2 separate regions of the Mus musculus genome follow, and region 2 is linked to region 1. Evidence: chromatin contacts called from public Micro-C data. All regions are on one chromosome and are shown on one strand. The core of a region is the stretch at or near the end of the contact, and the rest is flanking DNA. Distances in the headings are between cores, read along the strand shown.

Region 1 (6,003 bases), core at 2,583-5,082:
GTCGCATGTAAACCAAGATGGCCTCTGACTCACTGTGGAGCTGAGGATGTCCTTGAACTTCTAATCTTCCCGCCCCGACTTCCCAAGTTCTAAGGTTATTAGGCCCATGGTACCACTCCTTGCTTGGCAAACAGCATTTTAAGTCCTGAGTGGTAGGGGGTGCTACCCATGCTAGCTGATGTGACAGCTTTGATTTCACAATGGTCTTCTTGGGGAAGGAGGTTTCCTGGAAGTTGTGAAAGGTGGGTGTGGGGCGTGAGTCTCCAGGACAGCCTGTTCTCTCCCAGTCTTGTGGCTTACATGGGCTGGGCAGCATCCTCACAGAGAGCAGGCACCAGCATAGATGTCTGCCAGGCTCAGGCTCTTCCTAAAGCAGGGCAACGGGGCATTCCCAGTCACCTGCCCTGCACAGTAAAGTATCGGCAGGGGGTGTGTTCAGACAGGCTTTTGCCTGGCTGTGGAATTGTTTAGTCAACAGTATGAGCAACTCTGACCTGGGCTGAGGAAGGGCATGGGTAACAGAGATAATCTCTACCCTAAGGGTCAACAGACACACCGGGAGCGCTACAGGCCCCAGCAGCTCCAGTAGCCTCTGTAAAAAGTGTGGAGGTGTTTGCTGCATTTGACTTTAAGCCCAGGGCTTCAGATGTCTCTCAGGAGCGAGTGCTTGGGCAAACCTGGATTATCAAAAGTGCAAAATGAGGCTCAGAGAAAGAAAGGGAGACAAATGGGGTCTGCTTGGGGGTCGTTTTGGTTTGGTTTGGTTTTGGGTTTATTTTCCTTTTCGTTTTCCCTGAGGCAGGAGCTCATTATTGCATCTTAAAAAGCTCAGGCTAGCCCAGAGCTTGTGATCCCCCTGCCTCAGGCTCTCAAGTGCAGACTCTGACAGTCTTTGTCAGTACTGGGGTGAGACTTGGTCCAGCACATACACATCTGTCTAGGGGGAGAGCTGCATGTGTGCATAGGGACAATAACAGCACAATCCCCCATCCTCTCTTCTCCCTCCCTCCCTCCCTCCCTCCCTCCCTCCTTCCCTTCCTCGTTCCCTTCCTACTCTGACTTGAACCCAGGGTCTCACCACTCTAGACCAGCACTCTCATTCCGGATCCACATCTCCAACCCCTCTTTTTTACATTGTAATTTTGGGACCATTTCTTCCTTAGTATCACGGGCTGAACCTGAATACACTTTGTAGCCCAGATAGGGCTTGGACCAAGGATCCTCCAACCTCAGCCTCCCGAGTAGCTGGGAAGAGAGGCCTGCACAGCAGACCCAACTTCAGCATCTCTTAGCAATTAGAAGGCAACCCTTTCCTTTCCAAGGCCAGAGTCAGGGACCTCTGTGTCCCAGGACTCCATGACTCCGGCTGCCAACCCATGGAGGCACAGGTTGTGCTGCACCAGAAGTAGCTGTCCTATTGCTCACTCCAGGCAGTGCTAGAAGGTTCCAAATGGCAAGAGCTCTTCCTCCCAGATGCTAGCACTGCTGGGCTGCCCTGCCTGCCCTGTAGAGGTCTGGTTCCAAGGCTCTCTGCAGAGACCCAGGCCAGCTATGCTCTGGCCTTCAAGAAGGCATCCCTGCCTCTCTCCTCTTTTGTCCTTCGTAGGATTCAAGAGGCTTTAAAAAGAGGTAGTAAAAACAATGTGTGTGTGTGTCCTTGGAATATGTGTGTGTTCATGGAGTGTATGTGTATCTATGGAGTGTATGTATGTATGTATGTATGTATGTATGTATATCACAGAATTTGTTTGTCCATGGAACATGTTTGTATGTGTACCATGGAGTGTATGTGTGCCACAGTGTGTGTGTGTGTGTGTGTGTGTGTGTGTGTGTGTGTGTGTGTGTACCACAGTGTGTATGTCCATGCAGTGTGTATACCATAGAGTGTGTGTGTGTCCTTGGAGTTGTGTATGTGTGTGTACTGTGGTATGTGTGTGTGTGTCTTGTCAGAGGACAGATGTAGGGAGTCAGTTCTTTCCTTCCACCTTCTTGAGACAGGATCTGCTGAGCAGAGTACTCCAGACTAGCTGGTCATGAGAATTCCTGTCTCTTCCATCTAGCTGTGGGGATCCGGGAATACAGATGACTTCCAGCACATTGGCCTCTTACTTAAGTTCCAGGGATCAACCCCAGCTTCTCAGGCTGTGCAGCTAGCTCTCCCACCTGCTGAGCCACCTCCCGGGCCCTGATAGTAATAATATATATATTTATGTTTTAGACAGGGTCTCACTGTAATAGCTTTGGCTGACCTAGAACTCCCTGCACAGACCAAGCTGGCCTCATAATCAGAAATCTGCCTGCCTCTGCTTCCTAGGAGCTAAGATTAAAAGGGTACACCACCATGCCCAGTCCGCGCTTGTTTTTGAGAGGGGACTGCACTGGTGGCAGGGACGGGCACTATAGATGTTTCACCATACTGCCTGGGTTAGTGGCTCACGGTACTCTCCAGCACATGCTGATTGCTTACCGTGATGGCGTCATATCCGGCTGCTTCCTTCCCCATCCATTTTTCTGAACTAATCAGATGAGGAACATCTTGGTGCAATCCCACACACTCCTAGGAGGTCCCTCAGGTAACTTCCTTTTAGTGAATGGCCCCAGCTATACCATGCCCACTTCAAGTCTGCACCCGTCTCCTACAGTCCTTCCTGCCAATGGATTCCTGCTGTGCTGGGAACAAAAGCCACTTGCCAGTGCCTAGACACACGTCTCCTCCACACAGTGTCCTCCCCTGGCACAGCCCCACCACGCTTACACCTCATGGTCTTTCCTTATTTTGGAACATGTGGAGGCCATTTCTGCCCCAGGGCCTTTGCACTTCCTGGCTTCTGACTCCGAGCCTTCTCAACTCCCTGTGTGCCTGTGGCTGATCTTTTCTGCCGTTTAAATCTGAAGGCAAGTGATGCCCCCTGGCAGGCACCCTTCTCCCTCCTGACACTGTCCCCCTCCAGATTCAGCCTGTCAGCTTCTTTCCCACATCATTACTTTGTCATTTCCTTGCACGTGTCTGTCTGGTGTAAGCTCCTTGAAGGCCAGAATCCATCTGTTTTGCGACCATCCCCCACAACATGCTGAAACCGGAGCCTATCTTGTAATTGGTCTGTAGTGAACAGTAGTTGAATGACAGACAAGCTGTTGAGTCCAGCAAGTCATTTAGAACTGTCTGGGAGTCTTCAGATAGCTTTTAAAAAGTCAAATTCTTTTTAAATTTTTTTTAAAGATTATATGTTATAAGGATGAAGAGAGGCCTGTCCTGGAGGCTTGCTTGCCACGCAGCCTAGCCAAAGGGCTAACTCTAGCTAACCCTGTCTCAAAAGTAAAGTGGAGAGCAATTGAGAGAGATACCTGATGCCAGCTGTGGTTCATCCTCACCCCCGACTCCCTTATAATCTCCTAAAACAGCCTCAGAGTGCTTCAGCTATGCCTTCTCCAGACATTTGTGGGGGTCTCGAGCTCACCATAAAGAGCGTCTGAGGGGTTGGGTTTGTGAAAGGCAGGGCTAGGGAGAGCTTACTTTATGATTTCCATACCCTACACACCTTCCTCAGACACACACAGTGTGCGCCTGACCTGCTAAACTTAAGTGTTGTGGCTTCAGGAAGAGAGCAGAGGCACCATCATTCACATGGGGACCCCGTTGCTGGGCTCCCTGCTATCAGGGGTGCAGACACTACCCTGAAGTGCTCCGTAGTACCAGGCAAGATGTTGGGTGCTCCAGCCAGAATCCTCCAGCCTGGTTGGCAGCCTTAGGCCTCTCTTGTCACGGTTGCGTGTGCCAGCACCCAGCCTCCTGCCAGAAAGCTTTCCAGTTCTCTTCCCCCACGTGGCTTGCTCACATGTGGGGCAGGCAGGGAACACGTGGCCCTGGGTGGTTCTCCTGGCTACTCAGTGGACAGAGCCCTGGGAGCTGTTCAGCCTGAAACCCAAGGGGCGGAAAGCACTTTCGAGAAACCAGCTGCTGGGTGAGCCTGGCCCTGGGCAGCTGCCCCCCACCCCCCATCTCTCTGCTTGGTCTTGGCAGCCCCTGAGAATAGCCCACCATGTCCTGGTCTCACGCCTCTGCCCTGCACCATGTCTCTGCGCATGCTTATCTGATACGTTTTTCCAGGGTTCAGCCCTGGGGTAGCCAAGAGCATGGGGCTGCCACAGGGAAGGCAGAAAAACAAGCAGGAATTCCAAGCAGCTGTTCCCACAGGACTGTAGTGCTCTGGGCCGCCCAGGGCCTGGCCAGCTGTCAGGCCTAGGAGTTTGGTCCAATCTGGGTTCTCTCGTTCCCGGTGGAGACCCTGCAGGAAACAGCATTGATACATTGTGGCCAGGCTGTTCAGGCATCTTCATAAGATGCTGTAACTAAGGACACACTTCCCCACTGAGCCTAGGACCTCGCAGGTTAACAGGCCACCCTGCACGCCTCCTGCAGGAGGTACCAATTAGTGCGATGTTTACAAGAAACATTTTGGCTGCTGTCGAGCTCTCAGATGCACCCAGGCCTTTAATTTATTGTTGTTATCATGATTATTTTTGTGGGATGCTGAGGGTGGAAACTGGAGCCTTGTGCTAAGCCAGTAACTATATTGCCATATCCCCGGGACCATTCTTTACCCCTTGAAAACATAATCTTGCTGTGTAGCCCATGCTAGCCTAGAATTCACGGTCCTTATACCTCAGCCTCCCAAATGTGCCACCAGTTTCGGCTCATTCCTGGACTCTGATCCCACAATACCAACCTCGGTGGCTGCAGGTCTCACAAGTGGGTGCGCAAAGCTTCTAGACAGCGGTGGTCTTGTCTGCCAATGAAATGACTAGAAAGAACTCCGTCTCCATCTCCAGAATCCCAGATAAATATAACATAAGCCTAGCAGGGTTCTCTGCAGCTGAGAAAACAGAATAAGAACATTCTAGGACACAGGGGGCTGAGGTAGGAGGAGCGCCACAGACAGGGTTAAGGCCAACCTGGGTTACACAGCCAGACCCCAGCTCCGAAAACAAATAAACAAAAGTAAAACTCCAAGTTTTGTTATAAAGGGAAGAAAGCGAGAGTCGGATCAATATGTGTGTGTGTGTGTGTGTGTGTGTGTCTTAGTGTGTGTGAGAGAATATGTGTGTGTTTGTATGTGACATACTGGCCTGTGTGTTATGTGCTTGTGTGTGTATGAGGGTGTTTGTGTGTGTGAGTGTATATGTGTGTGTTTGTGTGAGTGTGTATGTCTTATGTATGTGCTTGTGTGTGTATGAGTGTATACGTGTATGCTTGTGTGTGTTTATGTGTATATTTGTGTGTGAGTGTATATGAGTGTGCGTGCACGCATGAGCACGCATGTACATGCACATGATGTTCAGGGGGTCCAGGGATCAGGCTCAGGCTCTGTCCACTGAACTTTTTGCCCACTGAGTCACGTCCCTGGCCTTTATTTTTCCTTTTAATTCTGGTGTAAGGACAGGCTCCCAGATGACAGTTGTCACGTGAGACTGTGAAGCTGGGCCAGAGTACCTAGCACATCTGAGAGCACACTCGAGTGACTGGCAGGCCTAAACCCTAAAAACTCTTAGAGGAAGGTAAGCATGAGTGTGTGCGATTGTGAACGAGCTATTGCCTTGTTCAATATAACACCAAAAGCATAATTGTGGAGAAAATGATAAATTAGGTCATTTTAAACCTTTGTATTTTAAAAGACACCATTAAGAAAACGAAGAGAAGAGGGACGGAGAGATGGCTCCGTGGTTAAGGGCCTTCAGCACTCTTGCAGAAGACCGGGTGTCACAAGTGCCTGTAACTTAGCTCTGGGGGTTCCGAATCCCTCTTCTGTCCTCCTGGGCATGCGTACACATAGTGTGCATGCAAACACTTGGGAACACACATGAAATAAAAATAAGTTTTAAGAGACGACAGAAAAGTAGAACCAAGTAAGTAAGCTCGGAGAGCAGGTTGTGTGGCCACCAGCAAGAGGCCTGGCTAGGAGCTGGGCGTTGTTGCTCGCCTTTGATCTCAGCACTCTGGGGGCA
Region 2 (6,003 bases), core at 1,840-4,339, 110 kb after region 1:
TGGGGAAAGAATCACGCCTTGTATGCCTTGCATGTTTCTATGTAGGGGTGTAGTCTTCGGAGAGAAATTAGAAAATACAGGGAAAAGGGATTAACAAACTCAGGAATAGCAATGTTGTCATTTGGGGTCCTGTCTCTCCATACTTCTCCCCGTGGGGGAGCTGGATGTGAAGTTTCTTTATGAAATCCTGTGAGGATGGCATAGAGGAGTACCTCTGGGCTCCAGTGCAGAGGGCCCCGGAGAACTCCTGTGCCCTGTCCAGGGTGCTGGTCAAGGGGAGGTGGCCATTGGGGCCCTTCCAAGTGCATGGAGACATGCAGAGTGACAAGTCCCACCGACACTGACCGGCCTGGTTCTTTCTGCACAGCGCTGCAAGTCCAAGTGTGTGTCGGAGCCAACCTTCTACCGCCTGGTGCAGTCCTTCGCGGTAGTGCTGTTTGAGTGAGTAATAGCCTCTCCACAGCCTCTTGCAGCTGTCCCTTCCACCTTTCCCACCCCTGGCGAGCCAGCTGTGAGTAATGGCCACACAGCTGTCATCCACTCAGGGCTGGAATCCGTGACCACCACCTTCCGGGAGCCCACTACTCGGCTCCCTCCTGCCTCAATGGGAGATGACATCATTCTGTTTGCCCTTCTCATTCACAGTATAGCATCTGTAACTGGACTAGTAGAACTTCCTTTTTTTTTGGTTTTTCGAGACAGGGTTTCTCTGTGTAGCCCTGGCTGTCCTGGAACTCATTCTGTAGACCAGGCTGGCCTCAAACTCAGAAATCCGCCTGCCTCTGCCCCTCAAATGCTTGGATTAAAGATGTGTGCCACCACTCCTGGCTCAAACTTCCTCTTTTTAAAGCATCCTTCTCTCCTTGTGTTTGCTGAGTTGGATGGCTGTGTGAATATCCATTACTATTTGGCTGTAATCTTTAGTGTGTTGCAGGACAGTAAAATGGCCCCTTTCAGAGTAAGAGTGGCGCTCGGTATGCCAGTCTTGCGTGCACTAGTTTGCTTTGATTTTCAATAATCGATGTGACTAGGGAAAGCAGTGGCCTGGGGTCTTAGGAGTCATACATATTCTTTCCCCACACAACCAGTCTGAGCCTGGGGATACCCTGTGGTTCATGTTCTTACAGCCCCCCAGGAGGCTCCGGTGAGGGACAGCACTGAACATCCTGATGAACCCTGAGAAACAGGAGCAATGGCCAATGGTCCACATCAGTGGTGCGGGACCAAGGCCTGAGATGACTTCCAGTCCTGCCCCAGCTGGGGTACAATGGGCTGAGCTTCCTGGACCTTGATTTGATCTTAATGTGAAAGCGAGCAGGCTGAGGGCCACAAACATCCACCCACACCTAGAACCAGGCCATGCCCCTGCAGTGGCTTTCCTGACCACTGTTCCGGTCATCGCTGTGTGTGGCAGCATTTGGTACTGAGGCTTCCCAAGCGTTTGGTCCTGCTTCGGTAACCTGCAGGGGTGCCGGGCCCGTGGCAGCACATCAGCACCACATGCCTTTAATCCCAGCACATGGGAAGCAGGGGCAGTGAATCTCTGGGAGTTGGGCAGTGGGGCTCTAGCCAGCCAATCTTGTTCACATCCCAGATGCCACCAGATGGACGACTTCGGGCCTGCCAAGAACCTCATGACCATGTGCTTCACTTACTACCATCTGGGTGAGTACGACTGACCAGAGCAGCCACCCTGGGAAAGGAGCTGGGAGCCGGGAACACAGCAGGAGGGAAGCTTCCTTTATTAACAGCAGGTGCTGTGTGGCTTCCAGAGAGAAGGAGCTGATATTGGGAGGAGGACAGCAGGCATGAGACTCCCGGTGTGGGAGGAAATGTGGGATGCACTTGGGGTCAGGGCATGGCTGTCCACACTGCAAAGGAAATGACAGGAGGCAGGAATGCTACATGTGGGGACTCAGCTTTCTGCTCCAGCAAAGCACAATTCAGAGCAGGCTATCCTGGGAAGAGTCCGGGGTAGCTGGGGATAACTGAGCAAAGGTACAGAGCCTAGGGGTCTCTTTTGGCTCATGGTGTTGAAAGGACCAGTGTGCAGGAGTTATAGGGTGTCTTGTGCTGAGCCCTGCAGCCAGCCAAAAGAGACCAGTTCAACTCTTCAGGGAGGGTGCTGGACCCTCCCTATGGAGGCCTGGGCATGGGTAATCGAGTAGTCCCTAACAGCCCGCTTCTGCACGTGCTCCAGGTCTCCTGCTCCCAGCATCCCCAAATGGCCCAATTGCTATAGATCATGGCAGGCTGTTTGCTTGACTGGCTACCATCAAATCAAATAGAAAGCTTTATCCTATTCGCCCAGTCGGAGTCCATCGGCGTTTCCTTTGTGGTGTTACTTCCACTCACTGCCCTAAGGAAGGAATTCTGGTCTCTCAGACCTGCTGTGTGGCTCTCAGTGTAGATTTCTCTTCTTCCCAGATGCCAGCTCCTTCTGGCTACCTCTGCCCTCCCACCTGGCTCTTGCCCACTTCTCTGTGTAGTCTGTGCTTACTGAACACTCCGGAGAGGCCCGGCCTTCCCTTCTGGGGGAGCTTGCTAAGCCAGCTGCTTCTGACCACCTACCCTGTTGAGGAGACTGAGGGCAGCACCTCCTGTCCTGCAGTCCCTGGGAAGCACCTTCAGGCGCTCTCTCTCTCTCTCTCTCTCTCTCTCTCTCTCTCTCTCTCATCTGAGCTGCAGACTGCTTCTTACTCCATTTCTCCCCACTTTCAAGGCAAGCCCCAGCTGCCCCCGACAGAGCCCAGGGAGAAGCCAGCAGGCAGTATTGACTCCTACCTGAAGTCAGCCAACAGCTGGCTGGCAGAGAAGAAGGACATTGCCGAGCGGCTGCTGAAGAACACAGAGAACATGAAAGGCTTTTTCGGGGGGCTGGAGACCAAGCTGAAAGGACCGCTGGTCAGGAAAAATGAGTGAGTGTGCCCCAGCCTGAGCTTACTATATGGGAGGAGCGTGTGGCTTACCTAGTCCTGGCCCTGCAGCTGTTCTTGAGTCACACAGCTGCCAGCCCAGCACGACTCTGCACCCCAGAGCTTCCACATGCTGTCCACTCATTGACAGGCGGGGTCCAGGAACCATGTTTCCTGGGCTGCCAGGAGCCTGTGGCTTTGTTGTTTGGCAACAGGAAGTTGAACACTCTGTCCCTCCTTCCTCCTGCCACTGCCGGGAGAGTTAATGTGAGCAAAGCCAGGAAAGCCCTGGGCGCAATGTCTCCGGGAGAGGCTGCTCTTGCAACAGATGATGGTTGTTGTTTTGTGTGAGACAAGGTCTCTATGTGGCTCGGGCTGTCCTAGAGTTTTCTCTGTAGACCAGCCTGGCCTTGAGCCTCCGAGTGCTGGGATTAAAGTCATGAGCCACTAGACCGGGCCCCAGAGAGCTCTTAAGATGGGTGCATTGGTCACAGGGGGGCTGAAGCTGAGACATCTTAAGGAGAGGGCACAACAGTACAAGGACAACCATCCAGGGACCTGCACCGCTTAAGGCTTGGCTATAGCCAGGGTATGCCACCTGTCCCTCCATGTCCACACAGTAGGCCCACAGAAAATGGTACCAGGCAATCTCAGCACCACAGGCCTCAGTCCCCAGCCTGCCAATTGCCACTGTGTCACTGACCCCCAGCTTCTCCTCAGAGGAGTTGCACAGAGAATGGGGCAGCATCTGCATGTGAGGGCCTGGGCTCCTTCTTACTGCTGTGGTCTCTCCCTCCAGGGAAGATGAGAACAAACCTAAGGACAGACAGACGAAGACTGGTAAGAACACAGCTCTCTGGGCTGCCTAGGGGGTGGGGCCTGTAGCAAGGGGGAACCTGGGGCTGATGCCTGGGATTAAGGAGTGCCCAAAGGAAGGCAGAGTCTACCTCTCGGGCCTCTTAACCAAGACGCACCATCCAGGCCTCAAACTGGCTCACCATTAGCCAGCAACAAGAGCAAGCAAGTAGCAAAAGAAAGGGCTTTGCTGCCTTTCTAAGCAGACTAAGGAAATACGAAATCCCTAACCGCAGGGGAGTTCAACCAGAGGGAGGGTGCCACTTCAGGGTTCACATAGGGAAAAAGCCCTAATCTAAGGCTGCAGAAAGCTTCGTGGAGTTTGGACAGTGTAACGTGATGACTTTGTGGAGAAGCAGAGCGAGCTGAGGGTCTGTAGGATCTGCCCGTGGGGAGCCCAGCCCAGGCCGCCCTCAGATCTCCTTATTCCTGCAGTGACCATGATCAGCCCTGAGGATGAGCAGAAGGGGGAGAAGGTTTACCTGTACACGCACCTGAGGCAGCAGCCCATCTGGTAAGGCCCATGGACACTCTGCCCATCCCACCCGGCGCAGCGGCTGCCCAGTCCCTCAGCTGCCCGTGTCTCCAGCAAGGACGGTGGCCGTCCTCACCTCCAGGGTAGCCACGGCAAGATGATAGATGCCAGCAAGTGTTCGTAGGGATGTGAAGACATCTGACTCTCCATGGGGACCATTGTGGAAATGCCTGGCAGCTCCCCAGGGGCTAACCGAGTGGCCGTGTGAGCAGCCGTTCCATTGTGGGTCCATGCACGTAGCACACGGAAGTCAGAATGGAGCTCGTAACACACTGGTCAGAACAGGCCCAAACCGACAAGGCCAGTGGGCTCTAGCATAAGCATGATGTGGTCTGTCCATGTTGTGAACTGTGGAGCAAGCCTGCATACAGATCACTGCACAGTGGCAAGAGCAGGCAGCCACAGAGGAGCCCGAGTCATCCGATCCTGTTTGTGCTGCAGCTGAGAAGCAGCAGTGGTGACCCACTGGTTCCTTATGGGGCCGCGGAACTGCTCTGGGCTTGACCGTGGGGGGAGCTGCACAACCGAATGCACTTAAGAATCACTGAATCGCAATCCGTGGTTATTTCTTCATTCAACTTTCTAAATTATTATTATCAGTGCATTGAATGTTTTGCCTGAGCACCATATGTGGGCCTGGTGCCCTTGGAGGCCAGACATGAGCACTGGATCCCCTAGAACTGGAGTTACGTTACAGATGGTTGTGGGCTGCCATATGGATACTGGGAATCACCAGTCAGGTCTTCTGAAAGAGTAGCAAGTGCTCTTAGCTACTAAGACGTCTCTCTAGACTCCTACACACCTTATTTAATTCTGTTGGGCCAGGGCTGTCTGCAGTGCCATGTTTATATATATAGATTGTGTCTTAATGTTTCTGTGCATGTACACACACAAACACACACACACAAACACACACACACACAAACACACACACACACACACACACACACACACACACACACACACACACAGTAAGAACCAGCTCTCTGGTATGGTGAATTTAAGATGCAGGGAGCTGCAGGAGTGAGGTCTACTGCAAGGGTCTGCCAGGTACCATCAGGAAAGAATTCAAGTTGTTACTACACTTTCGAGTCAGTTCTTCAGAATGGGTTGTGAAGCAGGGCTGCCCTGTGCACCTGGCTTTTCCTTTGCCATCTTGAGGTGCAGCCAGGGAGCTTTTCCAGAACAAGTACGAGTCTGTTTAGACCCTCTCGACATAAATCTTTTTTTTTTTTTTTTTTAAAGATTTATTTATTATTATATGTAAGTACACTGTAACTGTCCTCAGACACACCAGAAGAGGGAGTCAGATCTCGTTACGGATGGTTGTGAGCCACCATGTGGTTGCTGGGATTTGAACTCTGGACCTTCGGAAGAGCAGTCGGGTGCTCTTACCCACTGAGCCATCTCACCAGCCCCTCGACGTAAATCTTAAGTCAAATAAATATCTTTATAAATTATTGTGCTAACATCAGCAGGTAGTAGCACAAAACAGACCAAGACAGCAGCAGTTAGGAGCCCTGGCTGCCTCCCATGTCACATTCACTCACCAGTGAGGAGCAACTCTAGCTTGGAACAGAACACCCCCTACCTCAACATCATCACAGCCCCTCCTTCAAAGGTCACGGTCCAGTAGGGATGTGTGGCTGAGAAATGTCATGGGCACCCTCAGGGCAGAGGGCTAGGTGGAGGCTGGCA

The links. A called contact is a pair of places that touch in the nucleus more often than the background predicts.
Region 2: a contact with region 1 is called in a Micro-C map of muscle stem cells, with 5 times the contacts expected there. The contact joins two enhancer-like sites. A contact is called at or near these places in 1 of 39 promoter capture datasets (embryonic stem cells), 1 of 484 Hi-C or Micro-C datasets (muscle stem cells) and 3 of 9 other capture datasets (adipose tissue, liver and pancreatic islet).

Annotation. Positions count from the first base shown.
Region 1 is chr8:120,042,654-120,048,656 of GRCm38.p6, forward strand. The region is part of intron 14 of Crispld2 (cysteine-rich secretory protein LCCL domain containing 2); the gene reads left to right. Among named protein-coding and RNA genes, the nearest start is that of Crispld2, 53 kb to the left of the region's middle. Within about 2 kb of position 3,833, at least 105 of the 459 cell types and tissues checked have an H3K27ac peak or open chromatin away from gene starts, as enhancers often do. A contact at or near this core is called in muscle stem cells, where this site is marked.
Region 2 is chr8:120,149,717-120,155,719 of GRCm38.p6, forward strand. 6430548M08Rik (RIKEN cDNA 6430548M08 gene) reads left to right here. Exons shown (of 13, transcript NM_172286.4): 4 at 368-441; 5 at 1,595-1,665; 6 at 2,723-2,918; 7 at 3,715-3,755; 8 at 4,206-4,284. Among named protein-coding and RNA genes, the nearest start is that of Cibar2, 25 kb to the right of the region's middle. Within about 2 kb of position 3,090, at least 54 of the 459 cell types and tissues checked have an H3K27ac peak or open chromatin away from gene starts, as enhancers often do. A contact at or near this core is called in muscle stem cells, where this site is marked.